Regions from separate parts of the Anas platyrhynchos genome. Here region 1 is linked to region 2. The links are chromatin contacts, called in public Hi-C maps. All regions are on one chromosome and are shown on one strand. Each heading gives the region's core, a stretch centred on a gene start, on an enhancer-like site or on the middle of the called end of the contact. The rest is flanking DNA. Distances are from core to core; before and after follow the strand shown. Region 1 overlaps NDUFV3 (NADH:ubiquinone oxidoreductase subunit V3). Region 2 overlaps LOC101798015 (cystathionine beta-synthase).

Region 1 (5,510 bases), core at 374-2,873, 83 kb after region 2:
CAGCTGAAGTGCATGTCAGACTGGAGAAACCGAGACTGCTGCTAAGAATTTTAGGCACTAATTTTAACTCAGATACCTGGCAGGGGCTCTGGGAGCCTTAGGAAGGAGTTAACACACAGCCCATAGGCTGTATTCTGTGGGGCGACAGATTTACAGAGCTGCGTCCCTCTTACTCTATTTTGCAGTTAACTCTCACGATGGGATGGCTTGGGATTTTTTTTTTTGTTGTTAGCTGTGTCTTGTTGTTTTAATTTGTGATGATGTTGGAACGCTGGAGGTAACCAGAGAGACGATGGGAGCTCCAACCTTGGAGATACTCAAAACTCAGCCAGCCAGGGCCCAGGACAACGTGATCTAATTGCACCTGCTGCAGAGCAGAGGACTGATCATCTCAAGGGGTCACTTCCAACCTCAATTGCCATGATTTTAAGGTTATGATCCTACAGGATAGCACGTGCATGTTTTCTACTACCTTTCTCACAGGACAGGAATAGTCACTGACTGGGCCCACCAGCAAATAAAATCATTCGGTACAGACAAATGGCTGCTCTCACAAGCATCCCCAAAGCCACAAAGACCACAAAATCCCACCAGAGCCCTTTTGTGAGCTGCAGCACTCTGATCAGCAAAAAGCTGAAAAGTCCCACTCTGCTACAGCAGTCTGCTTCAGCAGACTCGGACAGCCTCAAGACTCTCCTTAACTCATGTTCCCATCACCATGAGCAGCTAAAGGAAGAACTATCTTCAGAGCCTTCAAACTTCTCACTGTTTATTCTTCACATGTAAATGTAGACAACGTAATTGTACAAGTAGCTTTGCCAGCAGCATCTCATGTGGTGGGAGAAAAAACTAAAGGCAGGTATTTTATGGCCCCTGAGTTTACAGGCAACCAGAGCAATTGCATTTTTTTGCATTTGCTCAATTGCATTGAGCATGTTTTGTTGAAAGCTGCGGACATGCATTGGAAGATTTGTAGGTGGACCAGCTAAAAGGCTCATCTTCCAAATTTAAAATAATCTTGCAGATGGCCTTGTAGACTGCACTGGTTACCATGACTGGATGCCAGAGGAGGCACAAGGACAGCCAAAAAACCCCTTGACTTTACAATACCTGAAGTGATCAGCTCAAGCTCTGCTTTCATTACTACTTTTGGACCTCGGATTTTGGGTTTTCAACTGCTGTCCAGTTCATAAATGAATTTTGAAGGATCCATGTGCAAGGAAATAATTGAAAGCAATTTTATTAGCAGGAAAGTTGTTTGCTATGCTAGAAGAGATTCAGAGGATTTGAGGTTAAAAAAATCACTCCCTTGAACAAGGCAAGTAGGAGTTTCATGTTTTTAATGAGAAGTTAGTGAATTCCCTTTCTGGATATTCGTGTACTCCCACAGTAACACACCATCTACACTGAAAACCCCACTTGTGAAGTTACGCTGATTCTATAAAGCTGCTTTTCACAAAGCCTGTGCCGTGACTCGGGTTCTTTCTTTCGCATGTGAGGGTTTCCAGGAATTATGTGAATATCCTGGATTACACATTCTTTAAAACACGGTTCCTGACTGCATCTGACAAGTGCCGAGCACAGCAAGACAAAGCCACTCATTCTCATAACATCGCAGCATAAGAGCATATTGTATCACATCCTGCCTGGAATTTAAATGTTAGCTCATGACTCAGACACGATGCCAGCTGATAGGAGTCAAGCACCAAAAAACGAAGCTTTTTTCCTTGAAGTCCAGGGAAACACAACGGTGGGGAAAAGCCTGTGCTGTGCCCTTCCTTATATTATCCCCCCGTGCCAGGGCAGTCGGGCTGTTCACTGAAGAAAACGCATGCGAGACACGCACCGCGTGTACCAGAAAGGTTATGAAGTTCCTTGACCTTACATTCCAGCTCGATTTTAGAGGTGTGGCTACGACCACCACCAGACACTCAGATAGGGTTGCACTGATACAAAAGGCATTCATCTTTTTTTTTTTTTTTTTCTAATTTTTTTTCCTATAGCTATGAAAAAGGGCTAGCAAAAGGCCTCATCTTGATACGGGTTCAAGTACTGCTACAAATCCAGCTCAGGAAAGCGTAGGAAACGGGTGAAAACAAGAGACTTCAGTTTCAACCCACTCCTTAGCTGGTTAACTCCGTGTTTATAACACCAGCCCTCCTCAGAAATAAAAAGCAGGCGAGGCGACTGGGAGCAGCGAGCGATCACAGCTACCGCGAGCAGACTCCGCCAACACATCAGCATATTAGCGGGCAGCCTCTGATTTTTGCTTCCACTGTTTGAATTCCCTCTGACAGCTCGCAGCCTCCTCCTGTCATCACAAAACAAGCGAGCAGGAATACATTTCGGCACCGGCACAGAGCGAAACGCCAGGGCTCGCCTTGCTGCACGACAGCACAGCAGCCTGAGCGCGGCCCTCCGCTGGGCCCTTCATGAGGGAAGTGTCAGGGAGCTCGTTTCGAAGAGCCATTTCCTCATTCTTTCATCTTTTTAACGCTGACGGCAGATTTCTTGCCCTTTTACAAGTGCAGCGTACGCGCTGCCACTCGTGGCTCCGAGTGACTCTCTGCTCTTTATTCCTCAGCACGCGGATTTATGCTTTTGCTGATTTTAAATTTCATAGCTGGAGTCAGTAATATGCTTTTTAGTTTTTACGGGACAATAAAACCGCTCGCCAGAGGTTTCTGACTCGAAACTCGGAGCAGCGGATTGATGTAGGCCTCTTGATCCTTCTGACCATATTTTTGCCAAGTCTGAGCATAAAATAGCTGTTCTAGTAATTGCACCCAGGGATTCATGCCCACTAGCCAGATAGGCTGCTAACGCTGACTCCACGTTCCCTTTGATCTCGCATATTCTGCTGCTTGAAAGAATACAGACAGGTGATGGAAAACGCTGGAGCTGTTGCAAGTACAACTGCTCGAAGACCAATTAACACCAAAAAAAACACAAAATGAACAAAAAGCCAAAATGGAACCAAACCCACAACAGCTGGTGGTCATCAAGGCAGCTTTCCCAGAGGGCAGAAGACTGTTACTAATAGGATGGAAATACAAAATTTACTGAGACCAACTGCAACTGCTGATAACGTATATTGAGAAGTGCCTCATGCCTCACATTTTCTGCAGAGCAAGAGTGAAGCTGGGCAGCCATGTTAATTATGGAAAAAAATAAGCGGGAACAGCAGCAGTCCCACTGAACAATTAGCACGAGGAGCTGATTTTACCATTATGCTGTTTTTCCCCACACGTTTAAATAACATTCAAGTGATTCTAGCCATAGAAGTAAGTTATTTCTCAAAGTGTAATCAGTGTAGTATAAATCATTAGTAACGGCCCCGTGAGATTCTCTTATATTTTATATAGCTTTAATTACTGCAGAACCTGGATGCCAGAACCTTCAGCAGAAGAAGATGGTGTTCTCCCTTTACACTGACACAGGTTTTGAGATGTCTCAGCCACATTACATAAATTTACATTCATCTACTAACACACATACACTGTTGCCACAAGAGACAAGTACTACTTACCCTGTTTAGAGAAAAGGAATAAAAATTCAAATCCAGACTCGATGTGACCCCTGTAAAGCCGGGAACATATTCGTGTGCAAGGAGAGCAGCTCACCACATTATGGTGATAATACCTGCTGATAATACGGTGGTAATACCTGCTAACATCATGGCACATACAGAACAGACACATCCACAGAAGCCATTACTTTCCTTGACACAGTGCTGAAATATCAAAAATTTGGAAACACTGAAAATTCAGAACAGTTTTACACTTTTTTTTATAAACATGTTTGTACGTGTGTATATTTACATACACACTGAGGGGTAAAAAAGCTATTTTTATTCACTGATGATTCATTGATCTGTTGCTCGATCACAAAAATCAAGAAGTGAGGGACTCCAAGAGCCAAGAACTGTTCAAAAGCACGAACAGAAGTTATCACACATTTATTGATTTATAATAGGTTCTACATCAGAGCTAAATAGGTTTTTTATCATATGATCTACACATTTGTTTTAAATGTGGTTCGTTCAGTGCCTTGGTGATGGTCTTCCAGAAGATGGCTGCGGCTGCCTGAATTTTGAGAGAACCACAACAGAATCAATGAAGGTGTACATATTGTACTCGTGATGTTGGAGGTTCTTGTAGGTAGAATTATCAAATTCTTCAGGATCAGGCTGAGCAGCTGCTGCAGGCTCTGTGAAAACAAATAGTAACCGGTGACTATAAAGATGCTACTACAGAGGGCAATATCCTTAATTGCTGAGCCAACCTTCATGTATTTTCAGACCCCACATTCAGGCAATATTTAAAAGAAAAAAGTCAGCAGCAACAACAAAGGGGTAAGTTTAGGATCATACGAGGTGCCAGCAGAACTCAGTAAAGAAGCACAGCAGTATGCAGCAGGGGAATGGGAAATGGTGCAAGTCACCTCATACAGCACAGGGTTTTAAATCCAAACTAGCACCTAATGCTGGGGGAGGACTAGGCAGAACACTCATTTACATTTTGAAGGCATATGTCTGCGTTTCCTGGCTCTTTCACAGTTGCCTTGGTTTTCACTTCAGCCAGAACAGTAGGTGACATTCTTAGCGAGCCAGAAGAGGCAAAGAAGCAGCAGCAACGATATATCATGTCAGACCATGAGATACAGCTATCAGAACTACCTTACAGATTGATTTTTTTTTTTCCATGGGGAAAAGTGACGGAGTTATTAAGATCTTCACAGTTTAATTCCACATGTGGTTATACTGAACAATAATAGATCAAGAGCCTTTGATGAACATTTTCTTTCTCTGAGAAAGAATTAATTGCAGTACAATCTTCTAAACTTTGTAATCAGCTCTTCCTCCTAAAAGAGTAATCTAATAAAGCTATTCAGAACTCCTTACTTCACATTAAAACCAACATTAATTCTTATACTTTTAGAATATTATGCAAATACAGGCAGTACTATTTACATAAAAGGTTCCTGTTATGGGCTGATTTTACAACCAAGGAAATTGCAAGAAATAAAGCTTTATTCCCAATATTAATTTATTCTCATCCTCCCAGAGTTTTAACAATAGGAAAGACATAAGCATAATCTAGTGAAGAGCTTCCTTGTTTAAATTTGCATGTGGTGGCTTATGTTAGATCACATTAAGCTCCTTTTTGTAATGCTACACCCTGCAATAAAAACGCAGGAACTCAGGCAACCGAACACCAGAATTTCCCTTTAATTATGACACAATTACTGCAGTGCAAAATGCTACCAGTTTAAGAGCATGTATGCTTAAAATTCAGCAAGACTTGCTTATAAATTGGCACGGAGTAAGCCCTTGTTTCAGCAAAAACAACGCACAGCCTACAAAAGGAAATACCCCGAGCCCACTGCTCCGTTCCTACTGAGGCGGCTCACAGGAGACACCGCTACACGTATAAAAGCCAGATGATGCTGTCTTGGCTGCAAATAGCCCCAAGAACAAGCAGGCGTAGGCAAGCGTACGTTCAACCTGC
Region 2 (5,212 bases), core at 783-3,282:
ACGTGCTGACTATCGACCAGGGGCAATACATTTGTGGCCCCAATAAACACGGCCCTCATCAATCTTCTTCCTCCTTCTTTTAAGAAGTTCAAGGACACCAGCTCCCTGTCTGCGTGGCAGGATGCGTTCAGCCATGTGTTGGGCAAACAAGGCTTTTTCGTTCTGGTTGCAATCGCTATGACGTGGTTCTTGGCTTCTGCTGGCATCCGACAGAGACCAACAAAACCACGAGGCTGAATTGCCTTGATCCAAGAACTCAGTTTAATTATTTGCCAAAAAAAAAAAATCCAGAGTCCTCTGCTTCACAGCAGAATTAACAACGCAGCCCACAGGAGCGGGGCAAAGCTCTGAGCTGTGTGTAACAAGGCTGTGCTGGAAGCAAAGGTGCACTGCTGCCTTGCCCCAGGTGAAGCTGAGATGTGTCACCGCGGACGTGGCTTCTGGATGAGCACAGCTGGGCTGCGCAGATCTGTGAAAGGCAGCATCCAGACTGGTGTTTGGTTTCTGTATTGTGGGCACACGCTGGCAAACACCGAGAGTGTGACAAGTCCTTGGCTGAAAAAGCTGCCAGGTTCACGCATGAAATTCAGGCAGGATTCAGCACAGTATCTTCTCCAGACCAGGTGGTGGCCCTTCCTGCTCTGAAATGCAGCAGTCGATTGATGCTGGTGAGCAGACCTTGCTGAGAGAGACCCCTGCTTGTTAGATAGTTAGAGACTGAAAAGGTTGATGTAGAGATGGATGAAAATATGAACAGCAGAGGTTGTGTTGGGTTGGATGGAGGAAAGAAGAGGCACGTGTTGTGCATGGTCTGCTGGCTTTCTCACCAACTGTGTGAGATCCTGAGGCTTGTTTACTGTTCTCACTTCACTTAATTACACATCTGCCCTCAGGTCTTGTAGAGCAAGGCATTTCAGAACAGCCCTGAAAAATAACTACATTATTTTTTACATAAAGGAATAAATAACTGATGGTAAGTGATGGAAGACCACAACCAGCTCCTTTTGACATTACCTGTCAAAGGAAATCTCTTCTCTTGAAAAAAGGAGTCTCTTGGTGGTCTTGCTGTAACCTTACTCAGGTTTTATCTTGGTTCATGTTGCATAAAAAGTTGCCCTGATTTGGCTTTTTTTTTTTTTTTATCCTTTCATACAGACCAGAAGAAACAAAGATCTTGCCCAACATCCTGAAGAAAATTGGCTGTACCCCAATGGTCCGAGTCAACAAGATCGGGAAGTCCTATGGGCTCAAGTGTGAGCTCTGTGAGTTTCCCCTTTCCACCAGGTTTTTCCGGGCCATGAGGTGAGGTTGAGGGGCAGCATCAGTGGGGGCTTCAGAAGAGGCTCAGTGGAGAGCAAGAGCAGACGGGGAGGGACAGGTGTGTGTCCTGCCGGCTGAGCTGGAGCTGGGCCAGGCACTGCCCCCAGGGATTTCACTTTCTGCTTCCCCCGGGGACGATCCCAAAGCGCAGCTGGAGGCAGAAGAGCAGGGGCTGCAGGCAGCTGGGTGTATCGGTCACCAGCGTGCCAGGTTTTCCAGCAGGGCTCAAGTCCTCTCTCACTGCCTCTGAGGCAGGAGTGACAGCTCACACAAGGGTTTTTAGCCTGCTGTCCTGCAGAATAAGCATGATGCAATTAGTCTGCTTCTGTTATATGGACTTCTCAGTCTCCTTTCCTATATCTTTTAACCCCGTTTAATTTCAGCCATCTGGAAAGAAAGAGAGAGGTCTCAGAGGCATCAAGGTTCATGAGTTTCACATCACGGTGTAGGAAGGAGAGACTTGGCTAGTGCTCGCACCCCATAAAACAGCACAGCAGGCACTTACAGTCTTATTTGGCTGTAGGGAGCCCCGAGGGTAAGCAGCCTCCCCAGGGCACATGTCCTCATGAAGAGATCTGTGCTCTCTGAAGCTGCCTTCCCCTTGGACAGTGTCTGGCTGGGGCAAGCTCTTGGGGGTTATTTGGTGCAGACAGAACTGGGCAAGCCAGGGAACGAGACAGAGCCCCATTTTCTGGGGTGGTGTCTCCCTCCCATGGTGCAGCAAGGGAAGGAGAATTAGGATACTCACAGCAGCTGCGTGTTCCTGAGCTGTGTGTGGGTCAGCACAGAGCCTCGTGCCCAGCAAAGAAACGAAGGCTTGCAGCCCTGAGGAAGCAGTTAAGATTAGATGCAATTACTTTGTCATCTCCGTGCCTTTGAGGCCGTCTGTGTAGCTGAAGTTTTGGCAGTCTGCGTTATAAAATGCAGTGATAATCACTGAGATTCCCCCCCATTGCTCTGGCTGCTCACGGAGCTGGGTGGTTTGTCAGCCTGATGGCGTTGCCTCCCCTACAACTAAGAGACTCGCACCCCAAAAGTGCCCGCGAGGCAGCGTGGTGCCCCCAGCTTGTCCCTGATGGAGCCTGACCTTTGCTTCCCAGTGGCAAAATGCGAGTACTTCAACGCGGGGGGCAGCGTGAAGGACCGCATCAGCCTGAGGATGGTGGAGGACGCGGAGAGAGCGGGGATCATCAAGCCGGGAGACACGCTGATCGAGCCCACCTCGGGGAACACGGGTAGGAAATGTTGGTGTGCCCCATCCAGCCTGGCACCTCCGAGGGCTTGGCACAGAGATCTGAGGAGTCCTTACAGCTGGGAACAGCCCGAGCTGCCTGCACCTCCCCAGGGCAATGTGCTTTCCTTCCCACCTAGCCTGAGGCACTGTGGCTTCGGCTCTGTCCTCACCTCAGCTCGCCTCCCTCCCTCCTGGCAGCCTCTGAGTGCGGAGATGTCTCATGGCTGAAATCCTGAAATTCCTGAGGGCTGGGGCAACCCCACCTGCTTTCTGCATGGGAAGATCTTGAATATTCAGAGGTTCCCACAGAGGGCTTCCCTGATGGGCTGGAAGATAAATCTGTTTTGTTTTGTTTTGTTTTGTTTTGTTTTCCCCCCATTGTCACAGTCATCCTGCTCAGGCACCAGATTGTGGGGAAGGTCGAGGGACAGCAGAGGAATATCCCTGCTTTGTGCAGCCTGCACAGGACCCCTGGTGAAAGCTTTTTTGTGCCCTGGGCACTGCTCCAGAGGTCGTCCACGCTGCTGCCGTTCCTGGGGCAGCACCACTTTCCCTGCAAGTGTTCCCCGTGCCCTCCTGTGGGGACACGCTGCTCCAAATGCCCCGTGTGGCTCCATCCATCCCCCGCAGGGACATCCCAGAGGACTCACGGAGGGTGCCCTCAGGTGTAGCTTGGTGAAAATGCCCACGTGGTGTTCACCAGTGGGAGAGAGGCACGTGGGAAGCAGGAGAGAGCACGCGTGTCGGTGGGCCTTGCCAAAATGCTGTTGTCAAACGCTTCCCTTTCCTCCTCTCAACCCAGGAATCGGGCTGGCACTGGTAGCTGCAGTGAAAGGTTACCGCTGCATCGTCGTCTTGCCGGAGAAGATGAGCATGGAAAAGGTCAGAGCTCTGTAGGGTACTACAAAAAAGCACGCTGAGATGCTCTCCATCATGCTACAATTTCCCTTAACTGAGAGACATTTAAGGTTCTCTGAGATGCGCTCTCAAGCTGGTGGACGTAAGTCCTTTTTGCACAAGAGCTGATGATCAGGTGAAACTGCTGCCCTGGGGATGGCAGAAATCACCACTGTGGGGAGCAAAAGTCTCACAAACTGTTCAGCTGAGCTCATAAAATCACAGAACCATTACGGTTGGAAAAGACCTCCAGCATCACCTGGTCCAACTGTCCCCCAACCACCAGTGAAGCCAGCCCTGGCCCCTGACTTGGCTCAGAACAGAGCCCTTCTCCAAAGCACCGCCCTCATTTCAACCTAAATCTCACTTAAGCTCGCTCTGGATCAGATGCCACGTGCAGCTGCCGCGGGCTTTGCCTCCAGAAGTGGTGGCACTCAGCCCCCCTTCTCCTTTGACACCCTCTCGCCCCAACAGCCACACCTCTCAGTGTATTAATACCCGCAGATTTATGGGAGTTGCTCCTTCCCACAAGGGGACTCAGGGTAAGGAGAGCTTTGAGACCTCCTCCTTGCCCGCTTAGACCACAGCACATACAAAAGCTGCTTCCCCGATACTGCTCCCTGCCCTGCTTCCCTCTGCCCCTTCCCCAGGTGCCATGGAGCAGAGCAGCACAGTGTCACCTACCTCCTCCATGTCCCCAGCCTGTCCCCAAGTAGGACAGGGCACGAGGCCAGGCTGGAACCCGTGTGCCAGCTCCAGCCAGGAGGCGCTGGGTGCCAGAAGGATGTCAGAGGTGGTACATAACCAAGTGCTGGGCATTGCAGCTCCAAATGCTAAATGTCTCCCGCATGCGAAGCTGCTCTGGCATCTGATGCTGCCATGGGTGCGTGGGTTCGGATTACCAGCGCCACACGGGATTGGTTGCCCTACATCTCCTTTCTTCCCTCCAAAAGGTCGATATCCTGAAGGCGCTGGGCGTTGAAATCGTGAGGACCCCCTGCACCCGCTTCGATGCCCCGGAGTCCAACATTCGCGTTGCCTGGAAGCTGAAAAGTGAAATCCCAAACTCGCACATTCTGGACCAGGTAAACGCAGCTGCCCCGCAGACTCCCTTCCCAAACACATCTCGCAGCGTGTGCTCCGAGTCTGCCCGTGTTGGGGGGCTTTGCTCAAACTGGCAGCGGAGGCAGATTTCATCATTGTGGGGTCACCATTTTATGGCACGTGAAACTTAATCGCTGCTCTGTAAGGCACAGGGTAGCAGAAACAAAATCAGGGGCACCTCAAAACCTGTAACGCTTCTGCCTAAGCCAGGAGGTGGGGGAGGCTGGGTTTTCTTGCACACCTGAAAGGCTCCTCATATTGCTTCAGATTTAACTTTGACCTGGAAAATCGCTTTTTAAACCAGCCTAGCAGCCTCCCTCCTGCCTCAGAAATAAGCTCCCTACCCAAAAGGGCAAACCCTGGTGACTCATGGCATCAGTTCCTGCAGCACTGCTCTTGCAGAGGAACATGCTTCTCCCTTTGGCCTCACCCCATTGCAGAAAAGATCCCTACAGTGAGCAGGGAACCCCCACAATGTCTAAAAACCATTCCTTCCTGGTAACAAAAAAGGGAGCTCAATCCCTGAATACGCTTTCCAGAAGCATCCTCCCCAGCCTACAGGTGTGAACGTGGGGCTGCACACCCTTCAGCGCCCTACCTGGGTTCCCACTGCAGCAAATCCCCCTGGAAATGTAGGACAACTGCTCTGGCCCACAT

What was found. Hi-C and Micro-C count contacts between places; a contact is called where the count stands out from the background.
Region 1: a Hi-C map of skeletal muscle shows a contact between it and region 2, with 3 times the contacts expected there. The contact joins two enhancer-like sites. A contact is called at or near these places in 3 of 8 Hi-C or Micro-C datasets (liver, skeletal muscle and small yellow follicle).

What each region holds. Positions count from the first base shown.
Region 1 is chr1:125,452,553-125,458,062 of IASCAAS_PekinDuck_T2T, forward strand. NDUFV3 (NADH:ubiquinone oxidoreductase subunit V3) reads right to left here. Exons shown (of 5, transcript XM_027448694.3): 5 at 3,944-4,209. The coding sequence ends at 4,043. Among named protein-coding and RNA genes, the nearest start is that of WDR4, 8.5 kb to the right of the region's middle. Within about 2 kb of position 1,624, at least 2 of the 8 cell types and tissues checked have an H3K27ac peak or open chromatin away from gene starts, as enhancers often do.
Region 2 is chr1:125,368,944-125,374,155 of IASCAAS_PekinDuck_T2T, forward strand. LOC101798015 (cystathionine beta-synthase) reads left to right here. Exons shown (of 18, transcript XM_027448717.3): 4 at 1,156-1,262; 5 at 2,421-2,555; 6 at 3,357-3,436; 7 at 4,405-4,536. Among named protein-coding and RNA genes, the nearest start is that of U2AF1, 65 kb to the left of the region's middle. Within about 2 kb of position 2,033, at least 2 of the 8 cell types and tissues checked have an H3K27ac peak or open chromatin away from gene starts, as enhancers often do.